2 separate regions of the Mus musculus genome follow, and region 1 is linked to region 2. The links are chromatin contacts, called in public promoter capture Hi-C maps. All regions are on one chromosome and are shown on one strand. The core of a region is the stretch at or near the end of the contact, and the rest is flanking DNA. Distances in the headings are between cores, read along the strand shown. Region 1 holds the start of Irx6 (Iroquois homeobox 6). Region 2 has its middle 84 kb from the start of Gm36670.

Region 1 (6,043 bases), core at 2,897-5,396, 770 kb before region 2:
AAACGGGGTAGCCCCAGGCCGCACTCTCTGCTCTCCAAGCATCTCTCCTGGGCGGCGGCGCAGGGAGCAGGCAGGGGTTGCGTGCTCTTCTGAAAATCCGCCAGCCTGCGTGCTGCTGAGACCGCTGCCTCCTCCTCTGCTTCTTCCTCTTCCTCCTCTTCCTCCAGGTCTTCCAGGTCACTCAGCCTCAGCCCCCGGGCTTCCTGGCTGGCAGTAGCATCTGTAGGAAACCAAGAGCGAGTGAGAAAAGCCTAGCACCCTAGGGAAACTCAGAGTCCTACCCAGAGAGGCTTTTAGCAAGATGCGCTCGGCACTTCAGCATTCTCTCACCATTCTGTCCCTCTCCCAAGCTCCAAGGCTGTCTGTCTGCCCCAGGGGAAGAACTGCCCTCACTGCCCGGCCTGCCCCTCCTCTCAGATCTCCTGGACCCAGCTAAGCCAAGGGAAGGTTACTTTGCACTGCTGGGAGTCTCTAGGTTATAAAAAGAGGAGGGACGTTTTTCTTTCAACTTCAGCACCCACGGATGACTTGGTGTCATGGTATTTAATCCAGCAAATATTTACGCGTGCAGAGCATCGTTTCCACATGAAACATTTAGCAACTACAGCAGTAAAGCAACCGTCTTCCAGGGGAGATGACCTTCTAGAGGGGTAGACGGGGACAAAGTGCAGAATATGGGAACTGAGCAAAACCGAACCCGAAGGGGGCAGGGGAGTCTTTCTGAGAGAAGCATTGGAGCTGGAGGTACCCCATTTCCTGTGAGGCACCAGTGCAAAGGCCCTGGGGTTTGCACTGCCACCCAGGGAAAGGGTAGGTGGAACATCTTTTTTAAAAGAATCTGTAGTAGCACAGATGGCTTTGGATCTTATGTTTAATGTCATAAGGAGGCCCACCAGGTGGGCTGGTGACTTGTTTGTACCTTTGGTGTCACCATTCAGGCATCCCAGAGAGTCTTCTCCACTGTCTGCTTTCCTCTCCTCCCCTCCCTTGTTCTTGGGCGCCCATGTCATCTTGTTCTCCTTCTTGAGGCGCCGGCGCGCGTTGGCGAACCAGGTGGACACCTGGGTGAGGGTCATCTTGGTGATGATGGCCAGCATGATCTTCTCGCCCTTGGTGGGGTACGGGTTCTTGCGGTGCTCGTGGAGCCAGGCCTTCAGTGCGCTGGTGCTCTCCCTTGTGGCATTCTTCCTGCGGCCAGCACTGCTCAATTCCACTCCGCCATACCTGTGGGCAAACAGGGGCTCAGATTCCAGGCGGGGAACCAGAGGCTTGGCCAGCAGAAAGGTCAGGGGCCCGGAAATGTAGTTACACTTCTTCCCCTTCATCCACAGGGATGAGGGATGACCAAAGGAAGCCAGCTACCACTGTCCGAAATTTCTCACCTGTCGTATTGATACTGCCCCAGAGTTGTTTCATAGGGGTAGTAGGCCCCTGGCTGGGTCAGGCTGGGGGCAAAGCTTCCTGCAGCATCCTTGAACTCATACTGAGGATTCTGGTGGGAGAGGAAAAGAAGAGTCAGGACTACACAGGAGAAGGATATAGTTACCCATGTGGGATCAATACCCCAGCACCACCCCCTTGAATTTGCTATGCCATGCTGGGCATAGCTTTTTAATTTCTATGCCTCAGTTTCTCCCTTACTAAGACTGAGGCAAGGAAGGCAGTCATACTGGCAGAGTACTTGGTAGAATCCTAGAAACAGAATAATCAGTGACTGAGTATCAGTACCACAATGGCTGCAGCTTCTGAGTCCCTCACCACATATAGCCCTCCCCAGCATCATCATGGGAGAAATATCCCTGACTCTTGGCATGCATGCTTGTGATTTGGGTAAATTACTTGAACACCTCTGCACCTCAACTACCCACCTGAAAGTCAAGAATCATGTTGATTTACCTACCTTAATGAAGTATAAGAAGTACAAATGTTTCCTAAGCAGTGTGGAGTTCTACAAACTGCAAAGTGCTCTGAACTAGGATTTGTCCTTATTCACTATGCTGTTTCCTCAGCATTGTCTGTCCCATTTAGCTTGTCCCCAGACAAGGTCACAGTAGAGCTCATCTATGCTGATTGTCTATACTCCCAAGTCCCAATATTCGCCAAAGAGTCCCAGGCCCCATTCCATTACTTACCAGTGCGCCACACAGTGTGGGTGGCTCTGGGCCATAGGTCAGGTACCCAGGGTAACTCTGGGCAGCTGCATAGGGTGCTCCATAGATGCCCAAGGCAGCTCCCAGCTCTGGCCGAGCACTGCCCAGCAGCCGACTGTCATAGGGTGTACAGCAAAGAGTAGAGGCAGAGGTGGAGGCTGAGGCCACATCTGACACTGGCCGAGGGGCCGTTTCGCAGCAAGTGGCACTGGAACTTGCAGACACCAGAAACTACAAGAACAGGAAAGGAGTCAGTCATTAAAAGTTTAAAATCTAGAGGGTCCATCGACTGGCTGCAGCCAGAGGAGATTATGCAAGGAAGCTGCCTGATGCCTTTATTCCTTGTTCTACTAACCAAATACCACCAGGTGCAGAATCTCCCTGCTGAGCACTGGCATAGGGATTTCTCGATGACAATTTACCCAAATTGCTCTTATAGATGCCCCCAGGACATTGCTAGGGCTCCGCAGTCCTGGGGAACTTTGGAAATAAGACCAAATCCTTGTCTCTCCCCCTTCTGGGATTCTACAAAGGCAGAATTAAAAGTTAGCCTTCAAGACCATCACCAACATGTCATTCCTGTCCCCACTGTACTAAAAGGGAATCCACTCACGGTCAGAGTAGACCGGTCCAGGATCCCACAGCAGGTCAAAGGTCAACCTGACACTGAGTGCCAAGAGGGGTGTGTGTGTGTGTGTGTGTGTGTGTGTGTGTGTGTGTGTGTGTGTGTGACTATTTTGGAGATAATGGAGAACAGTGATGGGCATTCTCAGACTTCTCCAAGGAAAGCCTCACCACTGCACAACGCCCTGGTTTGGAAACTGGAGGGAAGCTGAAGTAGAGAGCTTAGAAAAGAGTGGGATTTGGGATCGGAGCAGAGGTCAACAAATGAGCAGTGCAGTGCCAATGCGCTGAAGTCCTTTTGTTTTCTCCTGAGAGTACCCTGGCCACCGAATCTGTCCAAGGGTAACCCTGACTACAAGTTCCCTCAGATCCCACCCACCTCGCACACAGAGTGCGTTTCAGGTGGCACTCAAAGAGTGAAAGCTCTCAGACTGGCATCAGGATGTCAGCGGGTGCTGTGGCACATTTCCCGGTCCGTGCTCTTTCTGACTTCCCTTGGGTCAAGGAGAAGAGGAAGCTCGGGGATTACTGGGCATCCCTCTAGCCTGCCTCTGCCACCCCCACCCCCTAACTCTACTCACCTGGGATGTGCTGCCATACGGGTGTCCAAAAGGTGAAAAGGCCATAGCAGGGCGTCTTCAGGGACTTGAGTCCCTCTTTCCTTTCGAGTCCCTTGCTCAGCTCTGTGATTCGATGACCCCAGCAGCGCAGCGCAGCGTCTGGTTTTCTTACAGGGCTGCAGGAGCTGGCCGCCAGTTCGTTGGCAGGAGGGGAGAGACGGGAGGCAGAATCAAAGGCAGAGGGGCTGCCGAGTTCTGCGATTGGTAAGGCACCCCTACGGCCTGTGGGTTCCAGAAGGCAGAGGGGCCCATGGATCGGCGGCAGAATTAGGAAGAAGGAGTAGGGTGCCAAAGGCGCGCAGGGGCAAGGTGAGGTACAGCGCAGCGTCGGGCTGTGAGGTTCCCGAGGTGTCCCAGTCCAAGGTGGCCAGAGGCTCAACGTGACGTCACGGTAATCCCCGGCCGCCAGAGGGGACCGCGGGCCCCGGGGCCCCGGGCCACCGAGTGTGCCAAGGGCAGCCAGCCCGTGTACATGCACGCACTCTCGGATACACTCGTTCTTGCTCTGCGAGGTTTGTGCAACGGGCGAGAAACGTCAAAGACCCTGACCCTCGACTCGCCGCTAGATCCTACCCTCTTTCGCCTGCAGCTCACGCGCGCGCGCGCACACAGACCCTCTCCAAATTCCCCGGGAGAAGTGGGAAATACGCCTCCCGGCGAGCCGTGCGGGCCCAGGGTGCAGCGTGCTCGCCTCCTCCCCTGCGGCCCCCGAGGAGGCAAGAGGCAAGCGGGGCGGCGAGGGAGGAGAGAATACAAAAGAAGAGCCCAGAGGAAACTGGGGGAGGCAGGCAAGGGGGGAGAAAAAGGAGGGAGAGGAGAGCTGAGGAGTCTGATGGCGGGGGTGGGGGGTGGGGGGAGTGGGGTGGGCGAGGGCTGGGAGGAGGCAGAGCCGGAGCAGGTGGAGGAGAGCAGGGGCTCGCAGGACCAGCCTCCAACTACAACCCATCTCCGCCTCTCCTCTGCATCAAAGTTTGTTGGCCCCTCCGTCCCGGGAGCTCTTAGGGTTGGACCAGCTCCAGCAGCTTTGATCAAGCCCCCCGGGCAGCCCATCTGTGTCCTTGGGGATGTGGCTTGGGTCTCAGTTTCCCCAAATCGTTGGCTAATCCCAGCCCTGGCCAGGTCCTTGACCTCTTGGGCGTCTCTGCAGAGGTCTGGCCCTGGGCTAGACCGACGAGCGCCCCCTCCAGATCGAGGTGCAGCCTCTGTAAGAGAGCTCCCATACACGCACCAAGTCTGATCCCTTGCATCTGTAGGCTGCCAGCCAAGAGTCTGGGCCATCTCCGCCAGAGGCCAGGCTTGGCTCCTTCCCGAGTGCCGCCAGCGGTGTCCGCCCCAAGCCCGAAAGCGGGGCGAAGGCTTCACGGCCCCAGGGCTACCTCTGCACTCCTCTTGGGGTGGCGCTGGCGAGCCGTAGAGGAGAGCTCCGGAGGGAGTAGCGCCAGGGACACTCAGCTGGGCCCAATGGTGTAATAAACTCCTTCGCTGGCTTTTCAAAAAAAAGCACCGATGCCTCTGGAAACAGGGGGTTGCTTGCAAGACTTCCGGACAGGGGTGGCCAGTTAGCAAGTGCTATAGATTTTGCACACTTACAGGCTGACACCATTCCGAAGACATGTCTAAGGATCAGGAGGGGCTTGCAGACTGGCGATGAAAGGTCTTAGGTGGCGCTGCTGCGGCACCAGGTGGGGTTTGCAATTCAGAAAGCCTTACCTTTCAGTCGCCCTGTCACAGCGCTAGTGCACTTGACAGGTCTTGGACGGTCCTAGATCTTTACTATACCTCCTCTAGGGGTTCCGGAGTTTGTTCAGGGACAATGTTTTATTTTTCTATTGAAACTCGAGACGGTGTGATCCAGGGGATACTGAGAGCTCTCAGTTCTTGCCAGGAGAAAGAGGCAAGGTTGGGGGCCCAGGCAGGAAGTCCCTCCACAAGTTTGCCTCTGGCCTCTGACTTGGCAAGCCACACCCAGTGACCTCTTTAGAATGGCACTCTAGGCTCAGCATCTGCTCACCTCTCACAGTTTATGTTTAATAGACAAGGAGCTTAAAGAGGGCACAAACCACAGATGAGTCTACAAATCCAGCTGCTGCCACAGGCCATGGTTACCTTGGTGAAACCTTGCTTTTAAACTGGGAGCGTCCTTGTAAGAAAAAGAATTATAGTCGTTGCCAGATTGACGTAGTGGTAAAAAGTCACGGTAATAAATAGATCCCTTGATTTCTCAAAACCCACTTTGGAGCAATCACCCCCTTATAGCTTGGATGTTGCTAAGCTCTCTCCCTCTTTTTTAAAGTGGGAATTGGAAAGGATTCATTAAGTTAGTCCCTTGGGAAAGATTACTACTAATTAATTAATTGCAAACATTTCCAGAGGGAAGGTATGTCAATTGTAAAGTAATAAAATTAGATAGTTGAAATACTTACTCAGCAAATTTGATTGCTTATTCCTCCCTAAGCAGAGGAAAATTTTTTTGACAGACAAATGGGGATGGTGGTGTAAAAAAAAAAAAAAGCATTAGCCCTGTCCCTTGGTGATATTGCAAAGTAGAAACTACCTTATAGGATTTATTGATTTTCCCAGTGATTTATAAGACCTCCGGGGTGTCAATGCTATGTGCAGGGGCTCTGGGCCTACCTCTTGTCTTTGCTC
Region 2 (5,533 bases), core at 2,015-4,514:
TAAAATTTGAAATAAAAAGGAAGGGAGCAGAGGTGACAGAAAGTGGTATAGCTAAGAGAAGTCTCCTTGCCCAGCATTTGGGAAGAGTTGAGTTCACTCCTCAGTACTGATGAAAGAAACAAGCCAAATCAAAACAAAAACTAAAGGCTTGTTTGACAAAAGGCAGACCGCTTCCCAGATCTTGTCTTAATCGGAGTTAGCTTGCCTGGAGCAAGCCAACACTGCAAGGCTTTGGCTAAATGGCCACCCTGACTCATATCATTAAGAGGATTTGCCATCATGTATGAAGGTAGATGAGGGTCTCCATTCCTTCTGGAGTCATTTCCCGCAGCTGCTGGACCTACAGGAGCCCAGCATCCATCCATCTTGATGAGAAGCGATTGCCCCAGTTCAACCAGCACAGGCGCCGCCCCGCGCCATTTATTTATTTTAACAAGTTCATCAGAGCACACATGGCTGGTGTGTCACCAGCATGCTGCTTTTCTTTCGCTGTCTGTGCTAATTGTATAAATACGCCCAGAGGCTCGATAGAACTCCTAACTCAGCCTGCCATGAGTGGCCCACTCAGGGCGTGGGCTGTGGCTATTTCAAAGCAGGGCTTGTTTCTCTTGAGGCTGGCAGTCTCTAGTCTCTTGATTACATTTGTATGCTGGGCCTTTTTGAAGCACTTAGACACAGGAGGGAAGGTTCTGCAGAAGGCAGCTGTCCCTGCTGGCACTCTGGTTCCAGAAAATACCAACTCTTATCCCCAGCCCCTTCTGTCCTGGGATTATGTTGTAGGGCAAATGGGCCAACTTAGGGCTCAAGGGCTGGCCACCTTGAGGAACGAATGCTTTTGCCAGGCTGTGCTCAGACGGCTGTCACCAGTGATTGATGGTGAGGTGGCGGGAGGCTGTTGGACTGGGGCCAGTCCTTGGGAACAGATGATAAATTTGGGACCCATATCACAGGTGGTGGAGAAGAGGGTGAAATGAAATAAATGTGACCAACTTTTATTCTGAAAGCATGAGTTTGGGGATTTCCTGGTTTACGCTGGGGGTCTCCTCGGGTTTAAGCCCCCTGTCTCCTCCACATCCCCGTTCACATCCCGACCTATAAATTTCATTTTAATAAAAGAGGTGTCTAGCCAAGAGATGGAGCAATTTTTAAGGCTACAAATGTCTCCCTGGCTGACCCCCATGTTTCACACATTTCATCTCTAGCTCTAGATGCCCCTTCTGTGTCTGTGTTGTGGGTATGCCAAAAACAAAACAAACAAACAACAAAAGAGAATAAAAAACCAAAAGCAATAGACCACTGTGCTTTGAAACGCGTCCTGACATGGAACAAATCGGTCTGAGGAGGGACTCTTGACTTGGAGCTGGCATGGCAGGCTAGGGGAATGGAAACCCAGGACCCAGAGAGGCAAGATCCAGAGCAGTAGCCAGAGAGCTCAGACCACTGTCTCCTGCTACCCTGATTCATCTCTCACACCCCACCCCACCCAAACCTCCTGGAGTCTCAGGTCCACCTGTTGGCACAGCTGTGAAGCATCTTGCTGTCCCGTTCCTAATGGGCTTCCAGGGCTCGGGTTACAGGCTGTGCTGGGGCCCAGAACAAAGCTGGGGAGAGGCACCTTCTAGGTCTTTCTGCTTGCTGGTAGATTTCTATTCCCCGGTGCTGACCACAAGCTTTCTGTTCTAGGGCCAACCTCCTAAGCCACTAGCCTTGCTAGTGTGTACCCAAAGCAAGTCCTCGGACCCATGCCAGCCCTCTTTCAGATGGCACTCACCCCGCAAAGCACTTAGCGTTTTAACTTCACAAATACAGGAGACTGCCCTCGGTATGTGAAGCATGTCACATACCACACAAACCTTTGTCCCAAAGGTCTCTTTTCATGCGACCTGTCACTATATCACCCTGTGGCCAAAACCCCTAAGGTGTGGCCACCCCCCCCCCATGTGCCCTCCTCCTCGTCTGGCCTTTATTCACATCCTTGAGTCTCTTATGGACAAAATGTATTTATAGTTAGAGTTTTGCTGAGGCACCTGGCTATGATCCAACCATTTGGAAGGCCGAGGCAAGCGGGTGGCACATTAGAGCCACACTGGTTGCATAGGAAGCTCAAGGCTTACTTTGGTTCTGTAACCAGGCCCTTTCTCTTGATGCCTCCTCCACCTCAGATTTGCATTTGATAGGGGTGATGGAAAACATTCACTTCTTAAATGACAGTAATGACCCGAAGTTGTCTTTTCAAATAGGCGTATTCCAATACGCAAAAGTTAAAAACCACTTATCCCTCCCAGAAGGTAAGGAAAAGCCTGGTGATGTGAGGCAGGCTAAGGAGAGGCCACATGGTGCACCAGCTGAGCGTAAGGCTGAGCCCAAGTCTATGCTTTGGCTCTTATTAGCTGGACTATGACAACTTAGGATGCAGCACTTGGGGCTGATGTCCCTCAGTGTGGGAGCACCATGACTGGGGTGCTCCAGGCTGCTGGGGTGCCCATCCTGCTGTAACAACGGCTCCAAGAGCTGGGTCGCACCTGTTTTCCCTAGTGAAAGCTTTGCCTGTGGGCAGAGTCCAAACCTCTCACTATGGCTCTCAGACCTGTCTCTACTCAGTTTTTGCAGAGTTTTCCTGTGACATTTGTCACCCCTTCTGACCTGCACCTCCAAGCCACCTGCTTGGCTTTAAGCTTCTGCTTCTGTCCTGCCCTCTGCCAAAGGGTTCCTTTCTCTCTTGTCCATCAGGTAAACCCTAGTGTTCACAGACTTGTGTGAATACCAGCCCCTCTGTGTGTCCTAGGGCATTCCAGTCTGAAATCCCAACATTCTGTAGGCTGAGAAAGATGGATCAAGAGTTCAAGGCCAGCCTGGACGGAAGATCAAGACTGTCTCAAAATGAGCCGGCTCCTCTCAAGAACATTGATAGCGCTTGGGCACAGCCAGGATGAGACCTCAGAAAGAGCAGGACCTCACCAAAATGTTTCCACCCAATTGTGAAAAAGAGCTAAATTGCTCTTAAGTCTGATGACTTCTTTCCTTAATTAATTAACAAATGCTCATACTAATGAATCAGAAGAGCTTAATTCATGTCTCTATTTTGAAAAAAAATAAAAAGAAGTGAAATTGTTCCAGCACCCATTTGCCAAATGTTTATACCATCTAAAGTATCAGGTATGTGCTTATTCAAAGTGCTGATAACCCTGTAAAATCATAAGAGAGCATACATAACGTAGTGGCATTCCCAGTATGCTCCAGTAAACAGCAGGCTGGTGAGAAGACACTTGAGCAGAACTCTGCTTTCCTCCTCAAGAGGCCTCCCGAGCCTTGGTAGCCACTTTCCGTAGCCAGGGCCACTTGTCTGCAACTTTGTTTGCAATCCACTCCACCAGGCCGGCTGGCGCTTTGAGCCCAAGCCTTAAGGATCATTCCGAGAGACTCGACCTCACTTGCACTTGCAAACCCTAAACCCCCACATTTTCTACAGAACCAGTGATTTCCATTTCCGATTAGCTCTGTTCCTGTGTGGTAAGATGTTTCCTTGTGACAATCTAGAGGCTGAAGACAAAGATCTGTGTTGAGCTTGACTCTATGCACCCAGTGCAAACAGCAGAGGCTGAGAACCCTGTCTCTCGGAGTTCTGCCCAGCAGTGGCATTGTAAATGGACATTGTCGTGTTGGAGTGTGCTCGAACTGTACCTGCAGTACCCTCCATTTCCTTTGGCTTCTGTCTCTGGCCCCCTGTTCTTCCCACCCCGACTCCCTGATGCAAATGGCAGCATACACTCTTCCCCCTTTCCTCGTTTCTGCTTCAGACATCGAGGGTGAGGCGAGGGCTCCCATTGCCAACATCAGGAATAGTGTCAATATTCCCAGTATCACACTAAGTCCTATCAAGGGACATTCCACAGGAACAAGAGTCTGGGACCAAGTAACGGCCCCCAGGGGACAAACCCACAACTGTGGATCACTCTCAGCTGGCTGACCCCAGGAGGCTGGCACTTTTTCTCATTATTCATTTCAGGACCCAAGACATGAGATGGTGCCACCCACATTCATGGTAGAGCCCCTCTCTACAGTTAAACCTCTCTCGAAACTCCCTCAGAGACATCAAGAAGTGCGTCTCAGAGCTGATGATAAGAGTAATAGAGCTGACAATCCACTAGCCATTGCATAATCCTTAGTCATGACTGACAGGCCACGTTGACATGAGCGGATCTGGGACCTGAATGAATCCTGCAAAAGTGAAAGCTACCCCAAGGGACGATGGCTACCCTGATACTGTTTGTTGCTCTATTCCTTACTGTTGGGCTCTTCCCACCGCACACGACACTTGCTGTCAGGAACATCTCTGCGGACTGGCCTTGGTTCATGTTCAAGTATTCTGTAGGGAAGTGACTGGAGGTAGAATCATTGGACCAGTTTCACTTTTAATTTTAGAACTCCTGCCAGATTTTTCTCAGTTAAATTTCTCTTCCCTGGAATAAGAAAGAAGTAGGAAAATGCTGGCAATGAGGGACAAAGTGCAGTGGTGCAGTAATTGCATGGCGTGTCTAAGGCCTGTTTCAATCCTTCATGACAGCAAAAGATAAATAAAAGGTTTTTTTTTCCACATCATGCAATGTTAAACTATTGAAAATTAAAATCAGTTGCACTCTGATGGGTAAACACACTGTTGTGTTGCATTTCCTTGGTAGTTAATGAATCTGAATTATTATTTTCTTTATTTTGATCTTGTGTGTTTGCAAGGATGCATGTGTGTGTGTGCATGTGTGTGTGTTGCTTTAGGTCAAACCTGTCCCCTATGCTGGAGAGGCACTCTTCCACTAAATTCTATTCCTTTATCTGAACATTTAATTCTTTTGTTATGCTAGTCTCTGAAGTCAGGTCATCTGAGGCACAAGGACAGGTCCTGAGCTTCCACAACTTCCTCTGGATTGGGGTCATGCCCTGCGTCTTCCTGTTACTACCGATTCATGGTGACACTGTTACCTGATTGGTCGAACTTTGATGCTCTGTGGTAGAAGTCTAACAAAACCACTGGCATTAGCCCTGACTTTCTAGTCTTTTTGGTTCCAACACAACTATGATTTCTTCAACATTTTAATCAGGATAGACTTCTTGAGGAAGAGTCTAGAGTGGCTGGTAGGGTGCTCCTGAGAAGAGAAGCCATTCCAGTTGACAGGGTTGGATAGCACAATGTGGACTCCCCATCCCTCTACACATACCTCTTTCTGGTTACAGAACCTCATTACAAAATGAGCTATTAGGCTGACAGCCCAATTCACCAGGGCTGGGCTCCCCGGGACCCAGTGTACCCCAGAGAACTGGCACCAGCCCCAAGAGAGGGCACAGCCGTGAAAGCTAATGTTACAGGTAATTCTGGCAATTAAGAACCACATTCAATTAAATGGATTTGTATCTCATTACTTGGGAGGCCCAGCAGTCTGGGGTTGGTCCCCAGTGGAATTAGGCACCAAGGACTCCCAGTTCTTAGCCCAAGATCCCCATCGTTATCTCCAGTCCAAAAATGTCCTTCCCCACCCTGTCT

Evidence for each region. Promoter capture Hi-C pulls out the DNA fragments that hold promoters and counts their contacts.
Region 1: a promoter capture Hi-C map of hippocampal neurons shows a contact between it and region 2, with 4 times the contacts expected there. The contact joins the promoter of Irx6 here to the enhancer-like site in region 2. A contact is called at or near these places in 4 of 39 promoter capture datasets (the 3T3-L1 cell line, the C10 cell line, frontonasal cranial neural crest and 1 more), 1 of 115 datasets of contacts at active chromatin or transcription factors (embryonic hindbrain) and 1 of 9 other capture datasets (liver).

The regions. Positions count from the first base shown.
Region 1 is chr8:92,672,392-92,678,434 of GRCm38.p6, reverse strand. Irx6 (Iroquois homeobox 6) reads right to left here and starts at 4,146. Exons shown (of 6, transcript NM_022428.3): 1 at 3,356-4,146; 2 at 2,133-2,381; 3 at 1,383-1,492; 4 at 920-1,224; 5 at 1-220. The coding sequence starts at 3,400.
Region 2 is chr8:91,905,147-91,910,679 of GRCm38.p6, reverse strand. No RefSeq gene overlaps it. Among named protein-coding and RNA genes, the nearest start is that of Gm36670, 84 kb to the left of the region's middle. Within about 2 kb of position 3,264, at least 5 of the 459 cell types and tissues checked have an H3K27ac peak or open chromatin away from gene starts, as enhancers often do.